Regions from separate parts of the Sus scrofa genome. Here region 2 is linked to region 1. Evidence: chromatin contacts called from public promoter capture Hi-C data. All regions are on one chromosome and are shown on one strand. The core of a region is the stretch at or near the end of the contact, and the rest is flanking DNA. Distances in the headings are between cores, read along the strand shown.

Region 1 (3,088 bases), core at 118-2,617:
GCAGGGTCCCTGAGAGACGTGAGGGGTGACAGGCAGGGAAGCATGGTGGGAAGCCCTCAGGACTGGCTGATGGAGAATTCGTGGGCGATCTGGAGTTGGGGTTGGGGTGAGGAGAAAACCAGGAAACGAGGAGCGAGCAGAAGGCATGGGAGCCAAGGTGGGGCGGGAGCCAGGAAGTCAAGGTCCAGGCTGGGGAAGCCAAGTGTGACGGCCTCGTGAGAGGCTAGGAGGGGGACAGAGATGCCAGCCAACCCGTGGCCCAATGGGGGCCGGTGCCTGCACTCCCAAAGCATGGCAGGCTGAGCTCAGATGGAGCGTATTCAAAGCCAGGGTGCCAGGTCCTTCCAGCCTGTTGTAATAGGCAATTATCACAGTGAAATGTAAACAGGAAGCCTCTCATTCAATCACCTCGAAATTGGTTTCAAACAATATTAACTCAGAACACACTCCCTCCCTCCCTCCCGTCCCCCCCCCCACACACGCCATGCTGCGCAACAAAAGAAAGTTGCCTTCTTTGCAAATTTACAGGCAGCAGGGGGCACACAGGCCAGGGGGGTGGGGGGGGCCCGGTTCCCCTCCCCCAACAAAGCACACTGGTTACAGGGCAGAGATGACCCAGGAAAACGTGGTACTCAGAGGTCTCCAGGAAGGTCCTGGAAAGTTGGCATGAGGTTCCTTGCACGTCCTCTGAGCTCTGATATTGTTGGAACGCAGATGATCAGAGCATCATGCATGCCAAGGAGACCTGGTCTCACGTGCCTGGCTCCCAACCCACAGGGCTCTGAGGGGCCTGGGGGGCAACACACCGACACTTGCAGGGTCTTGGGCCCATTGGGGGTTCTGGCAAGGGCAGGGTCGGGGTGGAGTTCTGGCCCTTGCTGCAGAGACCAGGAGTGGAGCACGGCGGGGGTGTGCCTACATCACACCTGGAACCCCCTTCTTCACCTTCTATTAAGTCCTCTAGGTAGCATCTCAGTTGCATCTCTACTTTCTTCAGGTGGGGCCACCCAGGCCCAGACCCGTGCAGCCATTCCTCCAGGGTCACACAGCTGCTAAGTGGCAAAGCAAACGCACTGCAGCTTTCAGGCCCAAGATGACAGGGAGAGGCCCTCGGGGGACAACGATGGCAGTTGTCACTGTTTGGAAAAGTACGGAGAACCTCTGCGTTCCAGGAGGCATGACAAGATGTGAGAGTTCCTGATCGAGTTGCACGTCCGCGGCTGGGTCTCACCCAGCTTCCTCCCGGTATCCTGCTCTCCCAAGCCGGCCCTTCCCAGAGGGAGGCGGGCAAGCGCAGGGCATCCCTCGGGGGGCCGGGGTGCAGAGGCGGCGTGGCGGCGCCTTCCTGCCCAGCGCGCTCCACCTCGCGGCCCGAGCGGGAACTGCGGGCTCGGGGGCGACTGGCGGCGAGTCCCCCACGGGCTCCGCCAGGCCCCGCGGCGCCCCTCCCGCTTCGTGGATCACCGGACTCCGCAAGCCTGATCATCACGTAGCATCATGCAAAGACTCGGCTTACTTTCCGCTTCAAGGGCGCAAATGCCAAACGAAATGACAGAATGGACAGTAGAGTGACTGATGCCAGATAGAGGCAGGGGCAGAGGGAACAACACCAGAGACCAAAGAGGACCCGTTCCAGGGGACAGGAGACGTCCGGGGCGGGGGTGGGGGGACGAAGAGCCAGAAAGGAGCAAAGGTTGGAGGGGGCGAGACCCCAAGGTCCAGGGCAGGGTCCTCACAGGGCGGGGTTAGGGAAGTCCTCCAGTGTCCCCCTGGAGAGCTGGGACTCTTTCTGGAAATTGTTGTTTCTCAAGCTACAGGTGCGGGGGTGGTGGTACCCCTGGTTCCAGAGATATTTGAAGGTAGGCAAAGAAATCCAGGAATCACAAGATAAAAATGAAACTTGCCTTTCTTGAGTCTGCTTCAGAGTAACATATTTAAATACATAATTTTTTTGTGTGTGTCTTTTTTAGGACTGCACCTGTGCCATATGCAAGTTCCCAGACTAGGGGTCAAATAGAAGCTGCAGCTGCCGGCCTACACCACAGCCACAGCAACGCCAGATCCAAGCCGCATCTTCGACCTACACCACAGCTCATGGCAACAGGGGATCCTTAACCCACTGAGTGGGGCCAGGGATCCAACCCGCATGCTCGTGGATACTAGTTGGGTTCGTTACCACTGAGCCGTGATGAGAACTCCTAAATACATAAAAGTGAATGTTCAAAAATACTTATTTATTCCAAAAAGATTTATGGAACCCGTAATGCAAAATCCCACTCATTTAAAGCTGACACAGGAGACTTCCATTGCATTGAGCTGCAGGAGGCTGCTTCAGGATGCTCCCCCAGGTAAGGAGACACCATCCCATCCACCTGCCCTGAGAGCCCACCTGTGGAAATGCCAGAAAACTAGGAGGGGAGGCAAGTAGGAGGACAGGAGGTCAGGTGGCATTGGGTGCAGGTCACTCTGGCTGCTCAGATGGAGGAGAAAAGTCAGGAGTCCGGGAAAGAAACTGCACTGCTGCCAGGACCTCTGTTTTGACTTTGGGGCACCCGGACAGGGTCTTGGAAACCCCTATGAGGCCCCAGATCACTTTGAGGACTGCTTAATTAAGAATAATAGTCATGGAGAGTTCCCGTCATGGCACAGCAGAAATGAATCTGAGTAGGAACCATGAGGTTTCAGGTTCCATCCCTGAACCTCAGGGGGTTAAGGATCTGGCATTGCTGTGAGCTGTGGTGTAGGCCAGGGGCTGGAGCTCCAATTGGACCCCTAACCTGGGACCTTCCATATGCTGCGGGTATGGCCCTAGAAAAGCCAAAAAAAAAAAAAAAAAGAATAATAGTTATGGGGAGTTTCTGTTGTGGCTCAGCAGTAATGAACCTGACTAGTCTCCATGAGGACGCGGATTCAATCTCTGGCCTTGCTCAGTGGGTTAAGGATCCGGCGTTGTCACAAGCTGTGGTGTTGATCGCAGATAAAGCTTGGATGCTGCATTGCCGTGGCTGTGGTGTAGGCCAGCACCTGCAGCTCCAATTCAATCCCTAGCCTGGGGACTCCATATGCTGCGGGTTCAGCCTTAAAAAGA
Region 2 (3,054 bases), core at 109-2,608, 160 kb after region 1:
TTACTGAAAAGACTGTCTTTATGCAAATCCACACTGTTTTGATTACTGTTGCTTTGATAAGTTTTTAATTCAGTGTGAGTCCCAAACTTTATTCTTTTTCAAGATAGTGACACCATGGGATCCTTAACCCCCTAGGTCACCAGGGAATTCCTCAAGACTGTTTTGGCTATTTGGAATCCATCCCTTGGAATTTCTTATGAATTTTAGGATAGATTTTTATATTTCTGTAAAAATACCATTGGGATTTTGATAGGCATTCCATTGAATCTGTAAATTGCTTTAGTATGAACAAGGGATGTCTATTTATGGCTTTAATTTCCTTCATCAACAATTTGCAGTTTCATTATACAAGTCCTTCTCTCCTTGGTTAATTCCTATGTATTTTATTTTTTAAGGTAATTTTATTTTATTTATTATTAATATTATTTTTGCCTTTTAGGGCTGCATCCATGGCATATGGAGGGTCCCAGGCTAGGAACTAATCAGAGCTACAGCTGCCAGCCTACACCACAGCCACAGCAACGCAGTATCCGAGCTGCATCTGCGACTGCATCTGCGACCTACACCACAGCTCAAACCAACGCTGGATCCTTAACCCACTGAGCGAGGCCAGGGATCGAACCCACAACCTCATGGTTCCTAGTCGGATTCGTTCTGCTGAGCCACTACGGGAACTCCTAAACAGTTCAGTCAATTCCTATACTATTCTGGAGGTTTTAAAAGGTTGAGAAATTTGCAGTCTACGGCCTTGGAGTTAATAAAAGGTTGAGTCTGAAATAAGACTCACGACTATGGGACACTAAGCTCCTGGAATTTCAACACAAAATGTCTCAATGTAATCCAGCCGACTGAAAATACCGTCTAGAGGGCGGACGCAGAACCAGAAAAGTGCTGCGATAACAGTAACTCCACGGGCCGTTTAGCCATTCGTAAAACAAACCAAGGTCTTTTACGCTCCCAGCACGATCAGCCACTGCACCCCGCATCCTCCACCATTCGCTGTAACAACGGGCAAAGCTTCTTGCAACTTCTGACCACGGTCTTAGAAACCAGTCTGGAGCTGCCGATCTACTGCTTCTCTGGAAACGAGGCCAGCGGAAGCACCACTCATCAACAAAACCGCACTTTACAGAAGTGTCTCTGTCCGCACAAGTTTTAAAGTTTCTGAGCCCTCCGGGGGCGGTGTCACTGATCTCGCGAGAAGACGGGTCCGCGGAAGGTACAAACTTCCCCCCTGCTTGCTCCGAGGTTTTGCCTACGCGATAAATTCCGGGGTGGGGGAGTGGCCTTGTGGTGCTGCCTCTAGTCGCTCAGAAATCACCCTCAGTTCTACAAGGAAAGCTAGGTCTCCGACTACTATGGAAGGGCAGCAAGGGCAAGAAAGCCCCGTAACCCTCGCACGTGCCCAGGTCATTTCAAGAAAGGCGAATATGCGGAGGCCGAAGCACTGTACTCCGCTTACATTCGCCAGTGCGCCTGTGCGGGCTCCGAGGGAGCGGCGCCCTGGAGGTAAATATCGCGAGATGTGGGGGTGCGGGGTCTCCGCTAGGTGGGAGTAGCCTGGGTTGTCTGATCTCACCACTCAAGGGTACCTCGGGCATTCGTTTAGTTTCCCGAAGGGCGGTGAAGGGAGTATCCTGGCCCGCGGCCCCTCGCGTTCCTCTGGGACACCCACCGGGGAGTCAGAGCACGGGGGTACCGGCTGCCTTTCAGCTTGAGTGTCTTCATTCCTTGTTACTCTGATCCGGTCTTAGAGCGGATAGCGCTTTTCCAGCTGTCATTTTAACAAGTGGGGTATCTGCGACCTGGTGAGGGCGCGATGCCACGGGTGCCACGCTCGCGCACAAAGTACCGCGACTTCAACCACAGCATCACAGCAGGTGTTTTGTTTTTCACTAATGAAAATAAATTTAGTATGGAAATAGTATAATGGACCTCCAGGTAGCCATCACTGGGCTTAAACATTAGTTCATCCCGGACATAATATTATGCATCCATGGATGTTTCAGGATACATTGTTAGATATTAAGGATTTACAAGGACCTAACCTCGGCATTGGTATCACATATCAAATATCAAATATCCAGCTTTAGAGCTTTCCTGATTGATCCGTAAAATTCTTGCTTTGTTGGTTTGTTTTTAGCTGTTGGTTCCAGTTGGGATGCACATCAAATTCACTGTATAGGGCTCGCCTTCGTTTTTCTGCCTTGCAGTTGATTTGGTGAGGAAACCGAATCATGTGTCCCCAGAGTTTCCCCTATTTCGGATTTGCAGTATTCATCCCCCGATGTCATTTAATAGGGCCCTCTGCCTCCTACATGGCTTGTGAGTTGGTAGTTAAATCCTGAGGTTGACCCAATTCAGATGCAGAGTTGTGGTGAGAGTACTGTTAGAAGTGGTGCTGTGTACTTCCAACAGAGAGCGTGGAATGCCTGTCTTTTTTGTGATGTTAGCAACCTCACCTGCTAATACCTGCTTTCCCAAAGAATCTCAGATTGATGCTTGAAGGTGTAACATTTGCTGTGCTCCAAGTTTTGCTGTGGTTGTTCTTGTTGATGGTGTTGAGTGGTCGGATGAGAAGAGAGAACAAGGAGGGTTTGAATGAACAGCTTTTGACAGTTTCGTGTTGTCTGCATTATCACTCTCCTTTTCCCTCAAGGATTTGACTTTTCTTGACAGGATGTCAGCTTGTCTTATTCCGTTTTTGTTTGTTGTTTTTTTTTTTTTTTTTTTTTTTTTTTTTTTTTTTTGGTCTTTTCTAGGGCCATACCTGAAGCATATAGAGGTTTCCAGGTTAGAGGTGGAATTGGAGCTGTAGCCGTCAGCCTACACCAGGGCCACAGCAACGTGGGATCCGAGTCGCATCTGTGACCTACACCACAGCTCAGGGCAATGCCGATCCTTAACCCCACTGAGCAAGGCCAGGGATCGAACCTGCAATCTCATGGTTCCTAGTCAGATTCATTAACCATTGAGCCACCACGGGAACTCCAGCTTGTCTTATTAGTATGTAGCTTGAGATTCTTCTCCTGTTTGTTAAACTTACATAGGATT

What was found. Promoter capture Hi-C pulls out the DNA fragments that hold promoters and counts their contacts.
Region 2: a contact with region 1 is called in a promoter capture Hi-C map of fetal liver, with 4 times the contacts expected there. A contact is called at or near these places in 2 of 5 promoter capture datasets (fetal liver and liver), 5 of 47 Hi-C or Micro-C datasets (embryonic fibroblasts, epiblast stem cells, fetal liver and 1 more) and 1 of 2 datasets of targeted methods (alveolar macrophages).

Annotation. Positions count from the first base shown.
Region 1 is chr3:118,109,329-118,112,416 of Sscrofa11.1, forward strand. No RefSeq gene overlaps it. Among named protein-coding and RNA genes, the nearest start is that of LAPTM4A, 41 kb to the right of the region's middle.
Region 2 is chr3:118,271,755-118,274,808 of Sscrofa11.1, forward strand. TTC32 (tetratricopeptide repeat protein 32) reads left to right here and starts at 1,359. Exons shown (of 4, transcript XM_003125338.3): 1 at 1,359-1,407; 2 at 1,410-1,509. The coding sequence starts at 1,359. WDR35 (WD repeat-containing protein 35) reads left to right here. Exons shown (of 29, transcript XM_021087811.1): 27 at 1-1,509.